Regions from separate parts of the Mus musculus genome. Here region 2 is linked to region 1. The links are chromatin contacts, called in public Micro-C maps. All regions are on one chromosome and are shown on one strand. Each heading gives the region's core, a stretch centred on a gene start, on an enhancer-like site or on the middle of the called end of the contact. The rest is flanking DNA. Distances are from core to core; before and after follow the strand shown.

Region 1 (5,372 bases), core at 1,522-4,021:
GTTTTATCACAGCAACAGAAAAGTAACTAGAACAGAACTATAGCCATGGCCTATCTTCAAGTCCACTTGCCTCTTGACTGCTTCCATGGATACCAGATTACATGTTCATTGGTTAAACCCTTAAAATTCTCATGGATGCTAGTCTTAGCCTTTAAAGATGCTATGTTTAGTCATTTTCTTTTGCTACTGTCTTATGAAGAAAAACATCTGCTAGTCCCTGACATTTATTAAATTCATCTATAAGAAACAGTGAGTCTATATATACTATGCAGATAATATGCCCAGTCAGTTTAGAAAGAGAATATTCTGATGGAAAACCCATCTGATGGAGATGGAGCTCAGATGGTACAGTGCTGGCCTAGCATGCACAAAGCACCATATAAATGGGGTCTAGTGATCTAAACATTAATCAGAAAGTGGAATCAGAATTTGATGGTTGTCCACTGCTACAGATCAACGTTGAGGCCAAGCTAGAATCTCCAAGACCTTGCCCTAAGAAATGAAGGAAAAAGTCACCCAAAGAGGAAAAGGCAACAATAAAAACATCTTCAATATAAAAGCAAAAGAAACAACGAATTAGAAAGAAGTGGAAACGAATTCGTTGCCATTAACGTCTCAGCCCAACTGTGGCTAAGCTTCTGGTGACTGAAAAATAATGTGGGGTTGGGAAAGGGAAATAAAAGGAACATAACTACTACTGGAACTCAACCCGACATCAAAGGCTCTAATGACAGCTGAGCCTGCCTTGCTGGTTCTTAGCCTCTCCCTCGGAAACAAAACTGTTATATAACTGACCACGGTTCTCCAACTAACACTTCCTCTCTGTCCCACATACGTTGTTGCCCCCACCCCCACCCCGTGTCACCCTGCCCCCATCTCCATGGGCAGGATCATAAGCAATCTAGGCTGCCACCATAGCTCCAGCTGGACAAGCCTCTGTCCAAAGTGCTGCTTTATTCCAGAGACTGCCACACAGAGCACGATAAGAACGGATTAACTGGCTTAAGCACAGTTCCAACCTCACTTCTGGTCCTGAGGAGCAGCTCCACCATAGCTATCTTTAGGATGAATCAGATTCCAGACATCCCTGCTAATGGGAATCACATCACATCAGCATCCCTCATCTTTACAAACAACCCGATGAACAAGAACATTCAGCAAGAGGGTTGAACTCTTGAGGCTGTGCTGTGGCAACTGCTGCTCCTGATGCCTTCCCACTCAAGGCCAAGGAACAAATGTAGACGTCAGTTCATTCAATAATGAAAAAAATGCATTCACCAACCACAAGCATCATTACTCAAAAATATTCCCACAAACCCAGTCACTGAATCAAACTAAGCAGTTTGTGGACTTCAAGGGCCAGTTACGACAAGCACCGTTTGCCTTTTCTTCTTCCAATAGAAACACACAAATAATGGCAGTGTTTACATAAGCAACCAATGTATCAGAAAAGTTCTGCCCATTCAGATGCACTTAAAAGGTCTCAATCTGCGCCAAATAAAACTCTGAAAGAATGGAAAATAAAAGAGATGCTGACAACAGTGCCACGGCCCAGCTATCCATGTAGCATCATGCAGTGCCTCGAGCAGTTTACAGCTTGACTGTAGTTCTGCATACGATCAAGATTATAATTATCCCAATTCTATTTCCTAAAGGATAACTAGGAGACCATCCCAAGCATCCCGAGATGGGCCTCCTCCTCCCACCACTTTCTCTAAGTCTCAACTGCAGGTAAGGATCTAAAGGATCCAGACTAAAGCTAAGAAATCAGGTCTGATTTTCTCCCTCCAGTGTCCTCTACGCCAGGCACGAAACCTTTAACATAAATATTTACTCTAGTCAACAAAATGGGTAACGCAGTACGCGGGAGGTGACGAGGGAAGCCAGGGGGAAGAGAGAGGCACTAAGTCATCACTAATGTCCAACTGAAACAGCAACTTCAACCAATTAGAATAAGAGGAGAAACTCCACTGGAGTCCCAGGGAGCGGAGACCGCTGGCTCCGCTGCCCCTACCCGCGCCGGGGTTCCTCCGGGAGCAGCCGGGTCCCCGTGGAGGGGCGCAGTTGCCGGACTCGGCCTCGGGCGGGAAGCGTCGCAGCAGGCCCGGAGGCCGTCGGAACGCCCAGTTCGCCGAGGGATGCTAGCGAGAGGTGGCGGGCACGCAGTTCTGTCGCCCCGGGAGGCGGGAGAGACCCGAGATGCCCCCAAGAGCATCCTATCGCAACGTGCACGCCCAGAAGCACCGGTGCCGGCCAAGCTAGGAGGCCCCGCAGCCCTGCCCGCCGCGCGGCCCACGTCAGCGGCGCCCCCGGCCAGCCCGCCCGCCCGCCCGCGCCTTACCGAGCCCCGCGGCCCCGCCGCGCCGCCGCGGCGTCGCTTCGCGCCGCTCTCCGCTCCGTGTCTGCCCTCCGCGGGCTGGGCCCGCCGTCCTCGTCCGCCGCCGCCGCGCCTAGCGCCGGGCCGCCCAGGGCCGCCGCGGGGGCTCGGCCGGGCGCCCCCCGCGCCAGCGCCTCATCCCGCCTCGCCGCCCCGTCAGGCGCGGGGGCGCCGGCTGCGGGCCGCGGCCTTGGGTCTGCACCTCAGGCAAGCGGCGCGCTCCCCTTCCGCGGCCGTCACGACCCCCGGGCCGCCGCCGCCGCCGCCGCGCGCTGCAGAGCCCCCTCGCCCGCACGCCTCGGGTCGCCCCCGCCCCGCTGGTCCGCGCCCGCTTGGCCTCCGCCTCCAGCGCTCCGCCTCCTCTGCACCCGCGACGCCCGCAGCGGGAGAAGAGGCGCGCCACCGCGGCCGCGGGCACGAGCACGCGCGAGGAGGGCGCAAGGAGCGCGCGCACGGCCGCCTCGCGCGCATCGAGGCCTCGCCTGCTGTTGTCCCGGGAAAGCATGTGCACGGCGGGGGGCGCGGCTGGGGGCCACTTGGAGAGGAAGAGGGGAGCCGAGTGGCCGCCCTGGGGCTTGCACTTTGGCTGTCCTCCCCTCGGCCTCTGTGTCCTGGTGGGGGGGCAAAGATTCCAGAGCCGCCGCAGGAAAAGGCATCGTCCGAGACTACGGCAGTGGCTTCTCTCCTCCCACTGCTGACCCTACAATCCTGTCCCTGCACCCGGGAGGGAAGGGGTCGTTGCCGCTAGGCAGGAGATCCTCCGCCCGTGCTCTCTGCTTGCTTGGAGGCTAGAATGAACTCGCACCGCTTATATTTTGGAATTGAGGGGCAGGGTGCCTGAGAGTTCCCTCAGTTAGCTTCTTCATCCAGAGTTCTGGACCAGCAAATTCAAAGTGGTGTAGCTGAGGAGAAGGGCAAGAAAGGGTGAAAGAGTAGGGAACTTGAAGGTGCGTGGTAAGAGACGGATACAGAGGGACTCCCTAGGAATCCCCTGACTGGATGCCATTGCCCTTGATTCTTCCATGGTTCTTTTGTTCCGCCTCCGAAGGCTGAACAGCACTTCCACCTGCAACGACCATCAGAATGACAAAATGCAGGAGAGATAGCTGGATAGTCTGATTTTCCTCTACCGCAGCTTCCATCATCCCCCTCTCCCCCTTTTAATCTATATACCTTTTAGTCCTTCTGACTCGTTCCATATCGAAATGTTGGGGGCAAGGGGAGCAGTTAACCTACGTAACTTGCTTTTATGTTTAAGCCTATTAATGCCAAATACTGCATCATCTAATGTCACTGCAGTGATTGGGTCCACTCAGCATTTAGTCATTTCAGTGGGAGTCATTGAATGTAAAACATGGCCTTGACCGCAATTAGCTGAATTTCAAGGGCACACACAAACCAGGATTTTACCACATCCTGGGGAGAAATTAGAGAGTGTACAGTAATGAACATGTATGGTAATTCCATTTTCCTGACAGTGTCAGTAGAACCAACGTTACTTTAGGGTAAATAGCCTACATGTTTTCTAGCATAGAACCAGGAAAGCTGTGGAATGTGAATGGCAGAGACACAGACTAGGATGGGAAACATCAAGAAGCCATGTTTGGTAGATGAACCTCAGCCCTCTACTGGAAGAAGGATCTTAGGGGTCTTCTTGAAGAGAAGGTAAACAAGGAACTCTGAAAACCTGAAATTGAATTTTCTTTCTTTTTACCAAATCCAAACTTCCCCTTTGGGTCCCAGTGAGCAATGTCTACCCGAGGCACAAGAATGAATCCAGTAACTTGTGTTGGTCTGGGGAATGGTGAGCATGAAATGTGACTCTCCTGTGATACCCGAGGCAGTCAAGAGAGGAAGAAGAACTGGGTCACCACAGGAGGCCAGTTTTGCCCAAGGGCATGGTATATTGACTACTCTCAGCTCATATCCTCCGGAGTCCATCTGCATTCCAGTCAGAAAGCCTTCATGTCCTAAAGTCTTACATAAAACCCTGAAATACTGACTGTTTGATGATTAGATGAATCCAGGGTTAGGCTTCGGTGATAGATAAAGGAGATAGGTAGGGTTTAGGAGATAGATAGATAGATAGATAGATAGATAGATAGATAGATAGATATGTATATATAGTGTTTTAAATCCTCTTAAGTCTTTTGGGAACTATATTTTTATTTGTATTTTATCTAGTTTGAAGAAAGAATGGATTCCGGGGTTTCTGAGAGGTACAGGCAAGTCCAGGGATTCTGATCCTCCTTTGTCTGTTGCGAGCCTTGCTCCCTCCCGCTGGAAAGAATCCTCCGAATGACCTCTGTGTCAGTGCTTATCAGTGCTAAGCCTGCGTATTAACCCAAGGCTTGACCACTGGGCAGTTCTGTTCACATCTGACCTTGGTATTCTATATACTTCCAGTAATCAAGTACCTCGGTCTTCCTGATATCCTCAGCGACTAAATTTATAAATCACAAAAATTGCAACATTCCCTAAAAATAAGAATTAAAAAAGAAAAAGAAAAAGTCTATCCAACTATAAAACAAAGCTAAGTGATAGGATTTGCTTTCTATGTGTGACTTGCTTCGGTATTTACAAGGAAAGAGGAATGCACACCCCACCCCAAGCTGTTGGATGCCTCAGGCTGGCCTCCTCGCTCAGCCTTGGCACTGTCATCTTCCAGGAGGTGGCATCTGGGCTCCCTCCCTGCATCTCAGATCTGTTGCATTGCAGTCCTCTCAGGGCTGAGAAGCAGAGTCACAGTGCAGACAAGAAAAGCCAGCCAAAGAGCAGCCTCACAGATGACTGTAACACTTGCCTAACCTTGAGTTGTAGAGAAGGAGAGAAAGGAGCTTATTTAAATCCCAAAACTGAATACTCAACAGCTGGCTTGAGACAAGCAAGTTGTTAAGAGTGGGCCAAGCTTAATAGAGAATTTTCCCAAGCTGACAAATGACATTGCTTTGTGTATTTATTTTTCTGACCAAGAGACCAGCTCCATATTACATTC
Region 2 (5,372 bases), core at 1,631-4,130, 100 kb before region 1:
AGTTATAAGAGCTAGTTGGGAACAAGCCTAAGCTAATGCCAAGCTTTCATAATTAATAAAAAGTCTCCATATCATTACTCGTGAGCTAGTAGGTTAAAGACAGTCTGCAGGTACCATCTGATCAAGACACGTATCAACTGAGGTTTCCTCTTCCCAGGTGATTTCCCATAGACTTGAGTTTGTATCAAGTTGACAAAACTAACCAGCACAATGTTCAGAAAGTAAAATAAAGAGAAAAGATCAGTGTTTTAAGGGGAAAAGTCATTTCCTTTGGATAAAGAATGGCAGTTTCCTTTAGTGAACAAATATTTCCTGAAAACAAAGCAGTAACTAACCATAACTAAAGGCTCTACTCACACAACTCACATTGCAGTGGGGAAGCAAATAATCACATAAAATTTCAGTATTTGTAAATAATACAGAGAAAATTAGAACCGAAACAGAGGGTGCTGGCATTCTGTCTGGACTCCACCCGACAGTTCCTGGTAGCAGCCAGGTATGCTCCTCCCCACAGTTACCTGGCAATAGCCAGGTAGGCCTGGCCCACTATAAAAGGGGCTGCTTGCCCCCTCCTCTCTCTCTTGCCTCTTGCTCCCCCTCTCTCCATGTGGTCATGGCTGGCCTCTACTTCTCTACTCTCTCCCTCTTTCTGCCTTTCTCTGCCTCTACTACACTCTTAACTCCCCTCCCCATGCCCCGAATAAACTCTATTCTATACTATACCATGTGGCTGGTCCCTCAGGGGGAAGGGATGCCTTGGCATGGGCCCGCCGAGGCACCCCGTTCCCCCATACCTCACCACACCCCCATAAAACATATTCTTATACCCCTTTATCTTTTTATAATCACAACAGGGGGAAGTACAAGGTTACTGTTTTGTTAAGATGGTTACATATGAATAAAGACCTCTCAAAATGAGGAAGTGCCTTGCACTGACCTGGAAAACAGCACTTTTTAGGCAAAGGAGCACACATAGATGTGGGCACACATAGGCGTGGTCACAAATATGCAAAATCCACATGTGTCATCTATAACTAATTTTTGGTATTTCTTATACTGAACATAAAATAATATCAAAAGTCTAGTGTCGTGGCATCAAAATGATGGAGGAGCACAAGTGTGGTGGTTTAGAAGGCTTCCTCCGAGGTATGAACTTAAAGCTCAGCACACCTGAGAACTGTGTAAGAGTCACAGTGGATGGAGCAATACAATCAAGAGGAAAGGACTTTATCTGAGTCATAACAATACAAGGTGTTTAATACGGACAATACAATCAAGTCAGTGGATTAACATAAACAACAAAGCTGGAAAAGGGAGGGCTCTTGCAAGGAGTCCCAAAGATGGATGTGTAAAAAGTCTGTAGTTCATGATGCTCAGATGTCCTTAGGAGAGGGACATGGAGGCCACGTGCATTGTAATGGCAGTGAAGACGCAGGAAGGAACAAACCTAAAGGGACGCATGGAGCTGTAGAGGGAAAGGTATAACCCTTATGAATAGCCGAGTGTAAGCTTGCAGGCACGTGCTGTGTCTTTAAGTGATAGCGGGGATGGAGCTCACACGGGCAGAGCTGACAATACTACACACACTGACTGTTCTCCTTTTAAAAACTGTGATATTTTAGAAAATGAAATTGTATCTTGTTTTTGGAGATATAGATGTTAACATAGGTATTTATAGACGAACCATTGGTTTTCTTATCAATAATTTCATTTGCTCCAACATGAACTGACCTGCTTCTAGCGAGCTTCTGACCGCATGTTAATTTTAATGACTGAAAAGAAAACTGAAGTGAAAACCATTCATAACAGAAAGCATTAAAATAGCATGCTCATCAAAATTCACACTGCCGCTTGGTGAGCTCCACGCTGCACTATTAAACCCAACAGCCTTCGGTTCCCAGTGCTCTGAAGCATCTGTTCTTAAAACTACGGATGCTCACACACTGTTTCTCTAACCTAAAGTGAATAACAAACCTAAAGTGAACCTAAAGTGAATAACAAAACCATTACAATACTAAAGACACCTTAGGTGTGATGGTCAGGGTGGATTTTGTCCAAAACTTGAGGAAAAAAACAAACAAAAAAACCTCCTCCACCACACACACACACACACACACACACACACACACACACCACACACATCAGGTGTTTTATGTTAGCGTTTAAAAGACCCTAATGATGCAATTACTAAATAATCTCAATGCTAATTACAAATAATTTATTTTTAGTAATTTAGAAAGTTTCTATTTCTGTATATTTGTTTGTTTGTTTGTTTAGCTCACTGGTTTTGTTTCACCTTGTTTAAAGAAGTGGGGGTAGGGCCTTACTATGTTGCCTAGGCTGTCCCCCAAATTCTAGACTCAAGCAAACTTCTCAGTTTCCTAAATTGCTGAGACTGTAGGCACTATGTCTAGATTAGATTTTTAATTTTGTGAGAAGGGTTCCATGTATGTGCCTGTGCCTGTGCACATCTGTGCAGCGCACGTGTGCCCATGTATAGAGGCAGAAGATCACATCAGGGGTCCTCCTCAGGACCTCCTCCTCTCTCACTGAACCCAGAGCTCATCTATTTAGCTAGACCGGTGTTAATAAAACCAGCCTTTTTCTGCCTCCCAAGTGCTGGGTGTGGAGAGTGGAGGAAGTCCTGATTGAGTGCGTACTGACATGAGCGTGGCTGGGAAAAGGGCACTGATGTGTCAGATTCTAGGTATGGAAAGGACATCCACTGGCCAGAGTGTGAATGTGACCTTAGCTAAAACCCTATGTGCAAACGGATCCTGCAGAAGCGTCCTCTTCCGGGATGGCTGCCTACATCCTCCCGACCCTGTTCGCCTGCAGAGCCCTTACTGAGATTAGCAAACCCTGGCCAGGCTTGATACAATGTATCAGTGCTCTGGGTCATCTCCACAGAAGCACAGCCTCACTGAATCCCACACTTTAGTTCCTTGTGTCTCTTAAGTGCCTTCTTCCCTGTGCCGGCAGTCAGGTTCCCAGCCTCAGCAGCTTGGATTACAGCAAGCAGGACTACACCCAGATTTTAATGTGGGTGCACAGATCCAACTCAGGTCCTCAAAATTATGTGACAAGTGCTAATTTAGAGTTTACTATTGCTTTGATTTTTAAAGTGTCTTTATATAAAATTCCTTAAATTCAACAGTTTATAAATTTTATAAATCTTAAACCCATTTATTTCTTATGAACTCAAAAACTAATTAAGTGGAACTGTTTTAGAGAAGATTTCTGAAAGGTTTTCTGTTGTGGCTAGCCCTGGAGCTAATTATATTTGATGTTCATTTCTTTCTCCTGTGAGTGGTTGTGAACAAGGAATGAGTCAGCACTCAGGTGATGTCCAGTAAACCTGCTTCCCACCTTAATTTGTAAAATAAAGGAGAGCTGATGATTGGGCAGATAGAAGGGAAGGAGGAGTAGAAGGTGGGAGGGAGAGAGGAAGGAGAAAGTGGAAGAGGAGAGGATGAAGAGGAGGAGAAAGAAGAAGAAATTGCAGAGCAGAAGCACATGGCCTGGAGAAACTGCAAGTTCTGGGGGGGGGGGGGTGTCTTATAAGCTATGGAAGAGGATAGTGTAGCAGTAGATCTGCCTAATCTAGATGCGCAGTATGTAATCATATTAACTGTGCTGTGTTTTCATTGCCTGGGCTTATTTGGGAGGAGATTTACTGCAACAGTTTTCTCTGATTTTTTTTTTTTCAAAGTAGTATTTCCTTTGAGTAGTTGTTGAGAGAAAACAGTGCAAACTTTATTTTTACTCAGTATTTAAAGTGAACGTGAAGTTCTAGAGATAGGTTACTAAAATACTGGCTTATAGTTCATCTCTGCATTTTAAGTTTCTTTTGTTTTAAAGTTTTAGATTTATTTATTTTTAAGTGGATGAGTGTTTTAGCCTTAACGTATGTCTATGCACAATGTACATGCCTGTTGCCTTCTGAAGTCGAAAATGAGTGTAAGATTCCCTGGAATTGGACTTACAGACAGTTTGGAACCTCTACGTAGATGTTGGGAACTAAATTCAGGTCCTCTGGAAAAACAGTAAGTGCTCTTAATCACTAAGCCTCTCTCTAGCCCCCACTTTGTCTTTTGACATGGGATCTTGGGTAACTCAGGTTGGTCTCTAACTTGCTACACAGCTTATGATGACCTTGAACCTCTGATCCTCCTGCCTCCACCTTGGGAATGCTGGGACTACATGTGGGAGTCTCCATACCTGGTTTCTGTGGTCCTGGGGATCAAGCTCAAGGCTTGATGCATGCTGGGCAAGTATGTAACCAAGTAAACTGCACCCCCTCGGGGCTCCTGTATACTTTTATCATTCAGAAATTTGCTATTTATTGAATGTGATGTTTTTAATGGAAGGATTATAGTACCAGCCCTCAAGAAACTTACACATGAAAAAACTAAAAATAATAAATGAGATTATAACAAGGAACTGATGATATATGATATATAAGAAGTAATTTCCACATGTGCTCAGATAAATTAATTAGCATTCTAAAGACAGAATTCAGTAATTTTGTGTGTGTGTTGAATGTAACACTTTAATACAGAGTGAGTGTACTATTAACAAAAATAATGCTGTCTTCTATTCACAAATTCAATGTAGATCTACAGGAAGTTATAAAACTATAAGGAAGAATTATGAAAGACAATAATGGACAAACAAATCACTAAATACCCTTTTGATGGAATGCTGTTGCCTCCAGGAATTACTTGAATTAGTATTGAATTTTGACTATTTTAAACATAGTAAAAATGGAATTCAATTTACAGAAAACTGAAAGTAATTCAAATAGTCTCAAGTTAAAAGAGATACAAATTGTGTCCCCTAGAATGGAGCAGTCTGCATCCATGTGCACGTGCTGTAGCACCAGACAATGTAAATGAAGCTGCTTTGGATCTCTAGAGCAGTTTTAATGTCTGACAGCAAACATGTCACCTTGACAAGATCTGAAATCAACTGAAAGGCAAAGTGTGGCGTGTTTTCTTGATGAGACTAACTGAAGTGGAAGACCCAACCCAAAAGTGGGTGGTACCTTGCAATGGTGGCTCTGATATAAGAAGGCCCAGAGGCCAGCTTTTGCTTTGTGCATACTTGCCTTCATGCTCGCTGGTAAGATGGTCTGACGGTTCAGGAGTTCATCCACCACGGCAGCTGCTGCCGCCGCCACCGCCACCGCCACCGCTGCCATTCTTCACTAACATCTGAATTTTCATCTTGGCCTGAAGACCAGTCTCACTCTCTAGGAATTTCCCAAACTTTCCAGGCCAAACTGGGCCCCGCCTCTCCAGTATGAAGAGGGTACTTTGTACTTACTACCTAGGTGGTACAGTGTAAGCTTTTCTAATAGCCCCTTTTTA

What was found. Hi-C and Micro-C count contacts between places; a contact is called where the count stands out from the background.
Region 2: a Micro-C map of embryonic stem cells shows a contact between it and region 1, with 2.6 times the contacts expected there. The contact joins the enhancer-like site here to the promoter of Arhgap32 in region 1. A contact is called at or near these places in 13 of 484 Hi-C or Micro-C datasets (common lymphoid progenitors, embryonic stem cells, hematopoietic stem and progenitor cells and 9 more), 7 of 115 datasets of contacts at active chromatin or transcription factors (embryonic basal ganglia, embryonic stem cells and stem cell-derived neural progenitor cells) and 2 of 9 other capture datasets (adipose tissue and liver).

What each region holds. Positions count from the first base shown.
Region 1 is chr9:32,029,702-32,035,073 of GRCm38.p6, reverse strand. It overlaps Arhgap32 (Rho GTPase activating protein 32), which reads right to left and starts at 2,771. Exons shown (of 23, transcript NM_001370958.1): 1 at 2,342-2,771.
Region 2 is chr9:32,134,374-32,139,745 of GRCm38.p6, reverse strand. The region is part of intron 2 of Arhgap32 (Rho GTPase activating protein 32); the gene reads right to left. Among named protein-coding and RNA genes, the nearest start is that of Arhgap32, 100 kb to the right of the region's middle. Within about 2 kb of position 2,880, at least 19 of the 459 cell types and tissues checked have an H3K27ac peak or open chromatin away from gene starts, as enhancers often do. A contact at or near this core is called in embryonic stem cells and rod photoreceptor, where this site is marked.